Regions from separate parts of the Zea mays genome. Here region 2 is linked to region 1. Evidence: chromatin contacts called from public Hi-C data. All regions are on one chromosome and are shown on one strand. The core of a region is the stretch at or near the end of the contact, and the rest is flanking DNA. Distances in the headings are between cores, read along the strand shown. Region 1 holds the start of LOC100280284. Region 2 has its middle 56 kb from the start of LOC100273950.

Region 1 (6,891 bases), core at 1,861-4,360:
AATCGAGAATTAACTGATCCGGATCATCTGTTCATATGGTGATGAAGCATCCCAAATCTGTGCGTAAAAGAATCAGTACAGCTTGCTGAATTCAGTCTCCTGTGCTGGTTCACCAATCCGGGGGAAGAATGAATCCCTCTCAAGCATCGTCTGCAGTGAGTCCATCATCCTCACCATGGATGCCCACAAGATTGGCGCAGAGCAAAATGCATATCCAAAGACCGCCAGAGCCCTCACAACACCATCATGGTACCATGGGAATGCCATAACGATGAGCATGCCCACAATTGCAAGCCACGTTGTAAGCACATCAAGTGGCGGGAGCAGAAAAACATTGATAACGAGCACTGACAAGGCAAGCGCGCCAAATAGGTAGACGGACCAGCCCATGATCGGGTGGACTGTGCGTGGGACCACAAAGAATGGAATGGAATATGCAGCCACCATAGCCGCAATTGCAGCCAGCTTGATCAGCCACTGCACCAGGGCACTTTGCTTCTCAGGCCGTCGGTTATAGCACAGTTTGGTGATCCCTGGCCTTGCCAATCTGGTGACTGCTATGATAACTATGTACATCAAAAGCTCCATCAGAATCACTGGCATTTCAGCAGCATACCTGTGAAATGTAAGCAGGTAATTGTTTAGTGGATAGAACATAAAATGAATTTTCTGTCGGCTCAGGTACACATATTTGCTTCTGTGCTGTTTTATTGACTCACCCAAGATCGTCCCAGCGCTGCTTGTGCCAGGAAAGACCTAATGGCAAGACCGGCCAGGACCACCAGTACCAAGGTTTAAACCAAGGTGCGCTGGGGAATGTGATGACACTGTTTGGCCCACAGGGGACATGCCAATGTAGCTTGAGATCTGCAGTGTTAAATCAAAAGGGTGGTTGAAATTTTCAGAAGCAATAGCTGCAGGCAGGTGCATTGGTATTGAAGCTGTGTAGCTGCAGCACTCACAGTAGTATGACGCATCCATTTGATAGCCAAGAGGAAGGCGATAGGTCCCATTGAGCTTTGTGCCATTCTCAGGAGGGTGAAACATTGGTTTGTCGAGCAAGTCTGGGTAGCACCCAACCAAAAAGCCTTGGTCAGCACCATCAGAGTTTTCACGGCCAGTCTCCAGGTCATGAAGCATGCTTCTGAATACATCAATAGAAGGCTGCAGATTGAAGAAGAGTCCAATATTAGTCTGGTTGGCCATTACATGTCTGAGCACAACATATCTCAGTGTGTGAGTTTAACAAGAATCAAGTTATGGATGGTGGGAATTTTCTTTTCAATGGATCATTCATACTGGAAGAAGACGTATACTTCAGCTTTGGGGGTACGCATGCTCAAATTCTATTAGTTTGTAACTGGCATTTTGACTAAAGAAGTTTTGTATGACATAGCTAAGTCAACAAGCTCTCACGATTTCAAGCAAAATGACACAGATTTTGGTTGTATCGGGACAGGTCACAAGTGGAACAACGAAAGTTCAGTACATACCTGGAGCACGAAAAGACCGGTGTGGAAGTAGCACGGGTTGATGAAAACAGCACAGAACTGTCCACATTGGAATAGCTCGTCTGTGTTCTGGAGGAAGATGTTATCGGAATCAATCATGACGACACGCTCGTAGTCCACCAGGGTCCAGGCATAAAGCTTGTTCAGTGTCAGCTTGAACCTCTTGTTGGTCCCTCCTAGGTTGCTCTCGTAAGGATTCCTGAGGTTCTCCACTATCAACACCCTCATGCCATCCTCTTCTGTCCTGCATACGTCCCCTTGTATTGTCAATAGGTGTCTCGTTTCATTTCGCATTTTGCATTCAAAATTCCTAGTTCGTTGAAACAAGTCTTCGTACGAAAGTAAAACAAGTAAGAAAAAAAATGTCCCGTTGACCCTTGTGAAACGATGAAGCCATGTCTTGGGGGACATTCACCGATCGCTATTAATCGTTTGGGACTGACTTTGATACCACCAATGATAAAAGACACAAAAGTGTTGGCTATGAACCTGGTCAGAGAAACTACGGAAAACATTTATTTTTGTACAAACGAAGATCCTCTGTGCAATCACTATAAAAGAAAAAGGAAAGTTGACCAGTGTAAGTGGGTAGCAGAGGATTGAAAAAGTACACGACAGGAAATAGTCAAAGCTTCAGAGCTGTGCATCCATGACAGCATATTCTGTGAGCAACTTTAATAACAAAGTAAGCATTGCAGGATGCAGTGCATATGTCTCGATGTGAGTGGCCGAAGATACCCCCCACAAGAATTTGAAAAAAAAAAACTAGGAGAAGCTTCCTCTCTGCAGGTGGGCCCTGTTCCACTTCCCGAACTAGCAAATCATCGTTCTCCCAGGTACCCGAAAACACGTCACACATCCCCTAGTCTTCGCCTTGAGTTTCTACACTGTAGTTTGCACCGCAACGAGACGCGACGCGGGTTTGCAGTGCGCAATAAAATTATCCGCAAAAAATAACCTTGGAAAGTCTTTGCAAGGAATGGCTTCGAACTCTGGTTTCGCTATTGGTCGACGGAGACGCGTCGGAGCGGACGAGGAAGGCGGCACTCACATTGCGCGGACCCAGTCGCGCGGCACGTCGGCGGAGGCGATGAGGACGCGGTCGGCGTCGGCGCGGACGCGGGGGAGGGAGCGCATCATGACGCGCACGGCGACGTAGAACTCGTAGTCCCGCGGCGTGCCCATGTACATCATCGCGGCGTACGCGTGGCGGTGGCGCGGCGGCGGGCCCTGCACACGCGCCAGGCCCCGCTCCTCGCGCGCCGCCGCGGTCACCACGAGCAGCAGCAAAAGCAGCAGCAGCGACGACGCCGTCGCGAGCGGGCGCCGCCTGGCGACCGGCGGCAGCCCCGCCATCGCCGCCGTTCCGCGGCCCCACTCCCGCGCGAGGGTCGGCTGATCACCGGCCGTTGACTAGCCCCGGCGATCAGAGCGAACCAATAGGCGCCGCGCTGGGGCCCGGCCCGGGGCGCTGCTTGGCCTTTTTGCCTTGCTCGGCAGTCGTCGGCACCACTGGGTATGTACGCCACGCCCGCGGATGGTGTTTGGAGGAGGAGAATCAGAAGCTGAGATACTTGGCTGCCTCGGCACGATGCTTCTGGTTGGCAAAAGCAAGAGAGAGGAGGAGAGAGGGAGGTCAGAGAGGGGAGGGGAAACGGGGCGGCGTTTATTTATGAGTTCTCGGAGTGAGACCTGCCGGAGTAGCAGATGCTTTCCCCTTGTCCCGGTCCAGCGTACGACGCCCGGCACGCCCCCCACCTGGTACGTATCTGACACGCGGGACCTGGTCTCCGGTCGGCCCCGCCCTCCAGCGACCGGCGACGGTCCGGGCAACAACGCTTCCGTTGTCCACTCGTCCCTCCCTCGGCTGCTCGGCATCGAACCGGACGGCGGGGCGGGGACGCTTTCTTGCTTCCTTCCTTCCTTGTACTGTCAACCAGCCAGTGGGCTTGTCCCGTTGTCCACTATTTTCGTATTTCCTTTTGTTGGTCTAATTTCAGCAAAACCGTACACAATGGCTTGTTTCATATTTAATTACAAGTTTAATGGTACATTTACAAGCTTAAGAAGTTTAGTTGCACATATCAAAACATAAAAAATTATTACAATGACATAGACATATTTAACCCTATAAAATAGGGGATGCGAAGCTGGTATATGTCACTGTTTTTAGGGTGGAGTTTGAAATAGTGGAAGAGAGAAGAGATAGAATAGGAGATCAGCTGAAGATGTCCTTAGTCACACATAAAACTGTTGATAAAACTGTTTTGCCAAATAGCTTTTTTTTTAAATTTCCAGCTAAACCAAAGAACGCCGTTTATGAAGCTATTTAAGAAAAGAAGGTAGATTTAACAGTGAGTCTGAGCTGTACCAAATGAGACCTAGGACACGCGAGACAAAGTGCTAAAAAGATACGTACTGTACAATATATCGCAGTTATAGCAGTGAGCACGTTCAATTTAATTTGCGACACGACAAGTTGCATCGTAAACCAGACACCGCCATATGACGACCGGGTGGTGTGCTGTGCTGTGCTGGGCTGGGCGGACTGCGGTGGGTTGGTGAGACGGCTCGGATGGACCACCGGACCCCGTTCTACACGCGCTTGCGAGTTGCAACCCCAACTGCGCAGGGGATATCATGGCTGGCTAGCCGATTGACCAGATTTTTACGCCTCAGATAGTCGGATCGGTTATTTGGTGTATACTATCCATGCAAGCTACCAGGACAGCTGGAGTGGATGCCGTTTGCCTGGGCTTCATTAATGTCGTTCCAATTTTGGCAACTGTAGCTGTAGCTCGAGGTCCCGTGTGGGAGATTTCGTCAGCACTCCCTAGTGTTGCGAATATGGGCCGGGAATATGCGCCGGGCTTTTCGGGTCAGCACGAACACGGTTGTAACACTCAAAATTGTTTACAAGGAATAAATAGCGAATTCCCTATTGTATGTGCCTTATCTGCATCATAAAAAAAAGAACACATATGATTGAGATTTATTTATTTAAAACCAATGGTATTAAAATAAAGAGGAAATGCATCATATTGGATTTTTGTGTGTGCATTAAACAAAATAATAATGATAATGATAATAAGATAATAATTACTAGAAGTTGAATTAAACCCTAAATCGAAAATAGGGTTTTGGAAAAAATAAAGAAAGGAAATATCACATAACACATGGGGAATAAATACTACACATAAATATATCCCCAAATTAGAACTTGTTATGGCACAATATAACCTAAGGATAAATTGGTCACAAGTTTGAATCTAAACTAGAATTTAAATTTGAACTTGAGAAAATCTAAAATGTAAAAGAAAAATAAAAAGAAAAAGGATAAGACACCTAACTAGGCCCTGACCTCATTTTCGGCCCAGTCCCTATTTTCTCTGCGCGGCCCAGTCTTTTTTTCCCTTGCGCGCGCTCGCCCTCCTGCCCACTCTCTGTCGCGTGGGACCCGCGTACCAGCCGCGACTCCGCGCTGGCTCGCTGGATCTCTCAGTCACGGGCAAAGCGGCCCCGTCTGTCAGAACCATCAACCACCTCCGATCGTGGCGCGGCTCATGCGGACCTGCTCGGACCCTGTGCTAGCTCTATTCCCTCCCTATCTCCTCTCCGCTTCGTGCGCTGGCGGTTGATGGACGGACTCCGAAGACCTCGGCCGTAACAAGATGCCGATCTCGCCGCTGGGACTTCGGCCGCTTGAAGCGGGTCGGTCAGCTCCCCTCCCCTCCGGTACGCCGGGGATAGCGGGATCCCGATCCGGCCAGGCGCTCCTCGGTCCTATAAGATACGTCCCTGGCTGGACGAATCAGAATCCCCTCTCTCTCGTCATCTACCTTGTGCCGTAGCCTCGTTCGCCCCACGCAGCGCCACCGAAGGAAAGCGTCGCCGTCCTCTCTCCTCGCTTGCCCTGCTGTTCGGAGGTTAGGCTTGGGATCGGGTCCAGGGCCTGCACCGAGCTGGAGCGAAACCATCTGTGGAGCTTTCGGGTGGAATCGACGACCGCGCAGCCATCAATTGCTCACCGGAAACTCCTGCTCCGCCGTGGGACATCCTCTGCCGCGGCCAGGGAGCTTCGCACCATTTATTCCGGTACAAGTCTGTCTCACATGTTCTATGTACACTGGATAGCGATTAGCATCGTTCCAATTTAAGTTCGACCGTGTGTTTGGCCGGATGGCCATCGCCGGGGTTTTCGCCGCCGTGAGGGTCGGCGGCGCCTCCAACCTCAGTTGTCGCGTTTGGGGCAAAGAACAGGAACCGTACGATTCTAGCCAACGGCTGAGATTAAGTTTTGCGTACCGTTTCGGCCGGGCACGCTGTGACCGTAGATCTGCGATCCTACGGCTCGGATGAAACCTGGTCTCATTAAATCGTAGGCGTCGGAGTTGGATCCTGTGGCTTTGATCGCGTACCGGTTCGCGTATACAGCAGTTTAATCTGGCGCGCCCAAGCCTGATCCAACGTCCGTGATCAATCCGTACCCTTTCGACCGCATTATTTGCATAAGAGCCCCCGACAAACTAGGAAAATAAACCCACCATCCTTCACAGCTGTTCCCTGTGCCTTAGAATTATTACCTCGAGACCCCTTGACTTTCCTGGAAATTGAGGCCCAATCCAGTGACGTGTTAAAATGAATAAATGAATTAGAAAAGGTATTTTAATACAAAAATAAACCCTAGAACTTGTAAAACTCATAGAAATTCCATTTTTGGTCCAAATTAATCCATTCCACTTTCTAAATTTTTGTAATTTAATTCTCTATCACGTAGTGTCTCTGTTTTATCATGACAACAGTAAGAAAATTAATTCCACACTTAATCCTATTTTAAACACATAAAACCTTCGGAAATTCATAACTCCTTAACCGTAACTCCGATCTTGAGAAATTTGCTATTTTGCCACTCTCAATTTTGGCTGTCTGTTATTATGCCATCCCGTGTCTATGACTAGTGGGACCGTCTGTGTCTATGATTTGTGGGTCCGATGGCATATTGGCGAAGCCCACTAATGATAATGGCAAAATTGCCAATGGCTCCTCCGATCTTAGTGGTTCCCGTTCCCACGGTCTCGTGGCAACGCGTAGATCATTATTATGCAGTAAGTTCTTATGTTTGGTGTGGTGTTAATTTTGTCTATACCATGTCTGTTTGTATTGCTACGACTAGCAGTGAGGTTACGAGGATCTGAAGTTCATCTTGTCACCTGGAATCTCAAGTCCCAGGCAAGTTGTGCCCTTGATCACTTCTTTTTACCCACTCATGTTCTAATTAATCATAATGATCTGCATAGGTTTAACTTTGATGGGACCCAATAGGTCACCCTAGTTTGTTTATCCTGAATACCTTGTTTACCCCTGAATCACTTGGGTAGTT
Region 2 (6,850 bases), core at 366-2,865, 66 kb after region 1:
GGTGCTCAGACAAACGGTCCGGCTAACTCAGCCGGACAGTCACCTATGACCAAAGGCGTCAATCTCTACACGAAGCAAGGAAAAAGACGCAAGGTCAAAGCACATATAGCCGGCTGATCAAAGCCGACCCTACTTTTGATCAGTTGCTCTCCAAAAATGCTAGCAAAAAGACCGTTCCATGTGATCGGTCAACAAAGAAACCCCGGTCACCTACTAAAACGAAACGGCCAAACAAAACGGCCCAAAAGGCGATGCGACAAGCATCGTCTGTTCATCCTATGAGATCAGAGTACTTTCTACCCGTTTATTCATCGTCGGTATATTGTCCTACCCAAATGTGGAATAGCATGACGATGAATCCATGGTACATGTATAGTCTCTTTGTCTATTCAGGCTGGGGGGCACCTCCATTCTATTCATTTTGATCCATTGATCAAATGGTCATGGCCGAGAAAGATACAATCCAAAACGGCCTTTATACATTGGTGCTTTATTGAATGATCTCTATTTTGAAAAGCCGATGACTTACATCAGGTTTAGTTCATATGCTTTTGGTTCGTCAAACTGCACCAAAAGGCAGGGGGGCATATGTTGAAGGCTAAAAAGAGCCTGGCGGACGGTCCGGCCCTGAGGCCGGACGGTCCACGGTCCGGACTGTCCGCGGTGGTGGCGCGGACGGTCCGCGTGCGCAGAGTCAGTTAGGGTTCCTAGTTTCTCGCGGGATTTGTTACCTAAAACCGCGGGATTAACTCGGGAAACAGTTGAAAACGGATCCAGACCTCCCCCTTTATATAGATGAAGGGCTACGGCCGATTGAACCGCCACCAATCGATCAAATCCAATCTATTACTCGTTTTTACCTTATGCATTAGGAGTAGTTCTAGTCTAGTTCTAGTTTAGCCTCTCGATCCCCAAATTCTCCGCCTCGCCTCGACTCTACGTCGATTAGAGGAGTCTAGGTCGGCCTGCCCGAGTCTAGACAACTCCTAGGATCTCTCCTCCCCGACAGGGTCCCTCCCGGGAGCGAGATCCAGGCGCCGCCGGCGATCCTCCGTCGCCCCTGCGCACGCGCGGACCGTCCGGCCCCAGGGCGCGGACCGTCCGGCCGTCAGGCAGGGAACCCGGGCTCCTGTACCAGGTCGCGGACCGTCCGCGCCTTACCAGAGAGCACCTCTGCCTCACGCCAGGTCGTGGACCGTCCGGCCCTGTGCCGCGGACCGTCTGCGCCTGGCCAGAGAGCACCGCCGCTGGTTCTTTTGAGTAATTGGCGCCCCCAAAAGGGTGTCAACACTATGAAAAAAAAAGATCTTAAGTATCAAGCAAACAAGTCAAGGAAACGAAGCTCAAGATTTAATTCCAAAAGGAAACCCTTTCTGCAATTATTTTTAGTATGAATTTCAATCATATTTTTGCTAATTTAGTTTATTAATAAATCCACTGACCCCTTTGTACGCATAGATTCCAGGATAAAACGTGCAATAACAACTTGAAAGCAACACCAAATAAATTAATTCAATTGTAATAGCTGCTGCAAGACATACCACGTCTTATCTTGTTTCGACGTGTGCAGAGCTGACGTTTCTGGGTTATTTTCGTCTTTCCACCAACTGATGGGCTGCACAATCTCCTTTTTAGCCCACCCAACCAGTGAGACTTTGGGCTAGATAATTTCTGTAGCACGTACAATCTGGCCCGTTCGATTCTATATGGAATATTTTGCATTGGATTTTTAGAATCCTGTTAGATCCAAACGGTGCCTAAGCCAAGTTGCTTCCTCTGGCCACAAACGGATGGCAGAACTAGCCAAACAGCAAACATATTCAGTTATACAATGCATCTGACTGCCCTGCTAGTGCCAGGAACCGAGCTCAAGGTCAATCAGCCTACAACAATCTGTCAAGAAACATGAAGAAAGAAAACTGCGATTACTAATAAAATCTTCAATGTCATATCCTCATGCGCAACGGTGGACCTAGAAAAAATAAAGAGTGAGAGCATATTTGTAAGGATAACCATCACAATTCAGAGCAGGGGCATCTAAGTAGAACTGAATAAAGAACCTCATGTCAAAAATCTATGCTATACTACATACAACGGAGAAATATTTGGGGTCCTTGACCTTCACTCTAAGTCTACTTGGGTCCGCCCCATGTGTACTTCTCAATCTTGATTGTGTATCTTTGGAAGAATCGATGCATACACATACATGGATTCATTTCACCTTTTCAAGATTGTAAAGTTACGACACCGAATTTCGTAGTTACCTTCTGTGTTTTTTATTTGGAGGAGATCATGATTTAAATATTTCTTTATAATTTGTTTGAGCCCTTAATGAATTTTAGTTTAAAAATGAATAGAAATAGAGCCGATCATAATTCGACCTGATCCTTAAATTTTATAGGCAAAAAAACTAGAGCCCATTACCACCCATATTCGGACTAGAACCTCGTCAAATTCTAATTGTTGTTTTAGCGTTTTGATGTTGAGGGGTGCAGATTTTGGTTTGTCCATATAATTTATATTTAGGGCCTCTTCGACATAGCTCTTTGGGCGGCTCCAGCTCCAACTCATCGTAAAGCCCTACCGTAAAAACGGCTTCCTGACGAGAGCCCTCAAGAGTTGTAGCCATTTTATTGTTGGAGCTAGAGCACCAAAAACTTAGTTTCTACCGGCTCCTATATTTTCCTCATACACCATTCAAAAGAAACACAAGAGAATCTGTTTATCCAAACGGATTGTAAAACGGCTCTGGCTCCTCTAGAGAAACAAGGAGCCAGAGCCAAAGCTGTTTTCAGAGGAGCCAAAACCCTACCAAAGAGGGCCTCATATATACTTTCACGGCTTCACCTCAAAACGTTGGCAGGGTGAGAGCCACCACTTGCTACGGTATGTGTTAGAATCCCGTTTAGGGTTTTTGGCTTGAGTCCCATTGTAATTACCTCACTACCCCTATGTAAGGGGCTTGGCTCAACTAGTTGGTCTATTAATACACTCCCAACTACTTGGACAAGGCATGCACGCGAGGAGGAGCATTGCGCACGCTAGAGCACGAGCTCCACGCGTCCCTACGTCTGCCACATAGCGAACACAAACTGCCACTCTCACAGGCACAAAAACGATAAGGAAACAGGCTCCCAAGCGTGAACCACTGTAGCAACATTGTTCTCCACACTCCTGGCTACCATTTCTATATAGCAATTAAGCTAATTAGAGGCTCGGTTTAAAAGTTAAATATCTCCAAACTTTGGTAAAATAGGACCGCGAAAATCAGTGGAAAATCGAAGTCTAGCCATGTCAAAACATGTCAAATGACTTCAAAAGTTTGCCAACTTTTTTACAGGGTGTGCCTCAAGTAATTGGAGTACTTTGATTTGAAGATTATTTTTAGATGAGCATGTCGGTGTTTGAAGAGAGGTAAAGAAATGGTCTTAAAAAACCAGGTTTTTCGTATTCCTTTTAACACATTTCCCAAACCTTCATTATGGTTGAACTTCACTTCTTTTATAGTTTGAGTCCTTATAATTAGTAGCCTTAGGGAGTTAAATACTTACTCCTTAGGTTTTTGTTCTTGGTAACATTATTACTCATTAAGCACAACATTCACTAAGCCACACAATCACATACAATTTAAGAAACTATCATCACATGAAATCAAGAGTTGAAAGACTAACCATTATAAAACTAAATTCTTCAATTAGGTTTACCTATACACACAAGCACTCAATGATAATCTAAAATTATATAACATATGTTTTCTATTAGTTCAAGCATAAAATTACTTCACAACAAACAGTAACCATTTAAGATTCTGGTGTAAGTGGTGAATGATTAATTATGCTTATGATGATACTTTCATGATACATATGAAATGTATGAGCATGCTGAATACCAGGGATGTTACATACATGGATAGACTGACGGTTGCCTGTCAGCTTCTCTTCTTGGGGAGAAAATGTTATTATGATTTATTTGGTGATGTGAGATATGGAAGAAAACGTGATATTTGACCTTTGATCAGCAGGGGCGGATATGCGTCCGTGGAAGCCTGGGCTGCAGCCCCGGTTGCGGCCCAGCTACAACAAATAGGCAGCCCGCAGCCCATCAGGTCACCGGTCACGTAGTCACACAGTCATCGTCCAGCCGCCAGCCCGCCACTACGTGTCAACGCCTCCCTCCAACTCCAGTCGGTAGCCGCCACTAGCCCACTCGCCTCGCGTCGTCTCGTGCCCGAAGGCCGGAGCACTGTCGCGGGCTCGCGGGCGCTCCCTCCTAGTCCTGGGCTCTTGGCCAGCTGGCCTCTCCGTGAAGCAAAGCAAGCAAGCAAGCAGTGAAGCCTGGAGTCCAGACAAGCAAAGCAAAGCAAAGCAAGCAACCGAGAAGGGGCGGTCGGGCGGGCGCAGACTGCAGACAAGCAAGTAAGCAAGCCGTGAAGCTGAGAAGACTGCAGACAAGCAAAGCAAGCAGTGAAGCCGTGAAGGTGCAGACATGTGTAGACTATAGTGTGCTATTGTTTGCTTAATTGCTTTGATTTGATTTGATTATAGGAATAAGATGGACAATTTTCTCATCAAGAACCAGAAGAAAGATGCTTCTAATTCTAAAACAATTAGGACAAATGAGAGCCGTGTAGAACAGAAGAGACCACATATTGAGCTAGATATGAATGATATAGTTGTAGATCCTGGCCTTAGAAAACCAATTGATGAGTTCCCCCATGAAATTAGAGATGATGCTAAAAGAGCTTATTGACAAATGGGCCCATGTAAACCATTTGGTCATACATTTCCATGGACACCAGGTAATTCTCAAACTAGAGGCTTTGTTGAATGTTGGTTCAAACAGTTTGATTGGTTAGAGTACAGTGTACAGAAAGATACAACTTATTGCTTTTATTGCTTTTTATTTAATCCTCCAAGAACCAACAACTTTGGTAAAGATACATTCACTAAAGTTGGGTTTAAGAATTGGAAAAAAGCAAAGGATGTATTCAAGGAACATGTCCAAGCAATTGATGGTTCTCATAGTTATGCGAGGAAACGTGCCCTCGATTTTGCAAATTAGAGACAAAGTGTAGCTCATGTATGGTCAGCGACAAGTGCAGCCGAAGATGAGGCATATAAAGCGCGTTTGTCTATCATGTTAGGCATTGCAAGATTTCTCCTTTTGCAGGCTCTTGCTTTTCGTGGACATAATGAATCTAAAACATCAAGCAATAAGGGTAACTTTTTAGAGATGCTTGAGTGGTATAGAAAAAAGGATCCTAAAGTTGCAATGGTCACTGGTGAGAATGCTCCTGGTAATAATAAAATGAGTTTCCCAAATGTCCAAAAAGATTTGGTTCGAGCTTGTGCGGAGAAGACAAGTGAGGCTATTAAAGCTGAGATAGGTGGTCGTCTATTTGCAGTGCTCATTGATGAGGCTCGGGATGCATCAATTAAGGAACAAATGGCTGTGGTTGTAAGGGATGTAACATCTTTTACTTTACATTTTGTTGTTTTTAGTTCTTTACTAATATTATTTTTCTTGTTTCACTTTTATGTAGGTATGTCAATGATAAAGGCCATATAATTGAGAGGTTTCTTGGTGTTCAACATGTTCCTGATACTACATCATCTTCATTAAAGGTAGCTCTGGATGATATGCTAGCAAGATATGGTTTATCTATTTCTAGAGTTAGAGGGCAAGGATACGATGGAGCCTCAAATATGAGAGGTGAAAGGGATGTTGGGGACTTGTTCTCAAATGCTATGAGTTAAAAACAAGGCAACACAGAAAATGTTAAACGATAAAGTCCTTCGTCCATTGAGGCATTATTTCCCTTAGGATATAACGATCTTCGGACGAAGGTCATGAAGGACGAACCTTCATCATCACAGTACGCATTAATGAAAGACGAAGCATATGAAACATAAAAGATAACATGAATAACCATATAACATTATTCATTTAACTTTATTATATCATCAAAGAGAAATAGAGTCAATATCGACTTATAAATGTACCTTCGGCTTGGAAGGAGATGACAGTACAAACGTGACGCAAAAAGTGAATGCCAAGTCCGCGTGAACAGTACGGGGATACTGTTCACCTATTTATAGACACGGGACACAGCCCTTACAAAATTACATTCATGCCCTTTACATTTGATAATAACTCTATAGTAGTCTATCGAGGTCTGAATAGCCTTTTCATCTTTAAGTCGGTTCCTCTCTTTGCCGTTACGCCGAAGCTTTCCTGCTCAACACCTTCGGCTCTGTATCAAGCTTCGTATTATTCCGGTATGCTGCAATGCCGACTTTAGTCTGAGGGTACCTGTTCACACATTGTACTACACGAATACTGTTAAATCCTGTTTTTGAGGACCTTCGGACGCCGAAGGTCCCCAACAGTAGCCCCTCGCAATATTAATTTGTTTGGAGTAATAAATTTAGATTGCGATATGGACGAAGGCTTTACGCCGAAGGTCCGAAAAAACACCTTCCCTTTGCTAGAATAGCAACACTCAATGACAAGTGGGGTCTTTCAGCTTTCAAAGCACCGAGCATATAAATACGGCCATACCGCAAACTCATTTTGCACGCTTTCTGGCCAACGACTCCCGCTTACTCAATTTTTAGCTCTTGTGCACTGTGATTTGCTAAGGTTTTAGCTTTGAAGCTTCGGATTTGAAAACAGTTTTTTAGCGTTTCCGAAGATGTCTGAAGCTGCTAAGAAGGCTGCTGCTGAGATGAAGCTGAGTCTTGATGAAGAGAAGAACTTGGGGTTTCTTATTGCAATGTCGAAAACCAACACAGAAAAAATCACCAAGGAGATTTTGGAAGGCCTGTCTGAAGATACTGGTGACAGTGAA

The links. A called contact is a pair of places that touch in the nucleus more often than the background predicts.
Region 2: a contact with region 1 is called in a Hi-C map of leaf, with 9 times the contacts expected there. The contact joins the enhancer-like site here to the promoter of LOC100280284 in region 1. A contact is called at or near these places in 4 of 25 Hi-C or Micro-C datasets (ear and leaf).

Annotation. Positions count from the first base shown.
Region 1 is chr1:93,485,376-93,492,266 of Zm-B73-REFERENCE-NAM-5.0, forward strand. LOC100280284 reads right to left here and starts at 3,111. Exons shown (of 5, transcript NM_001153212.1): 1 at 2,563-3,111; 2 at 1,494-1,755; 3 at 963-1,164; 4 at 720-867; 5 at 1-616. The coding sequence starts at 2,867. The coding sequence ends at 73. It also overlaps a transcript of LOC100283107 not described here.
Region 2 is chr1:93,552,911-93,559,760 of Zm-B73-REFERENCE-NAM-5.0, forward strand. No RefSeq gene overlaps it. Among protein-coding and RNA genes, the nearest start is that of LOC100273950, 56 kb to the right of the region's middle. Within about 2 kb of position 1,616, at least 12 of the 20 cell types and tissues checked have an H3K27ac peak or open chromatin away from gene starts, as enhancers often do. A contact at or near this core is called in ear and leaf, where this site is marked.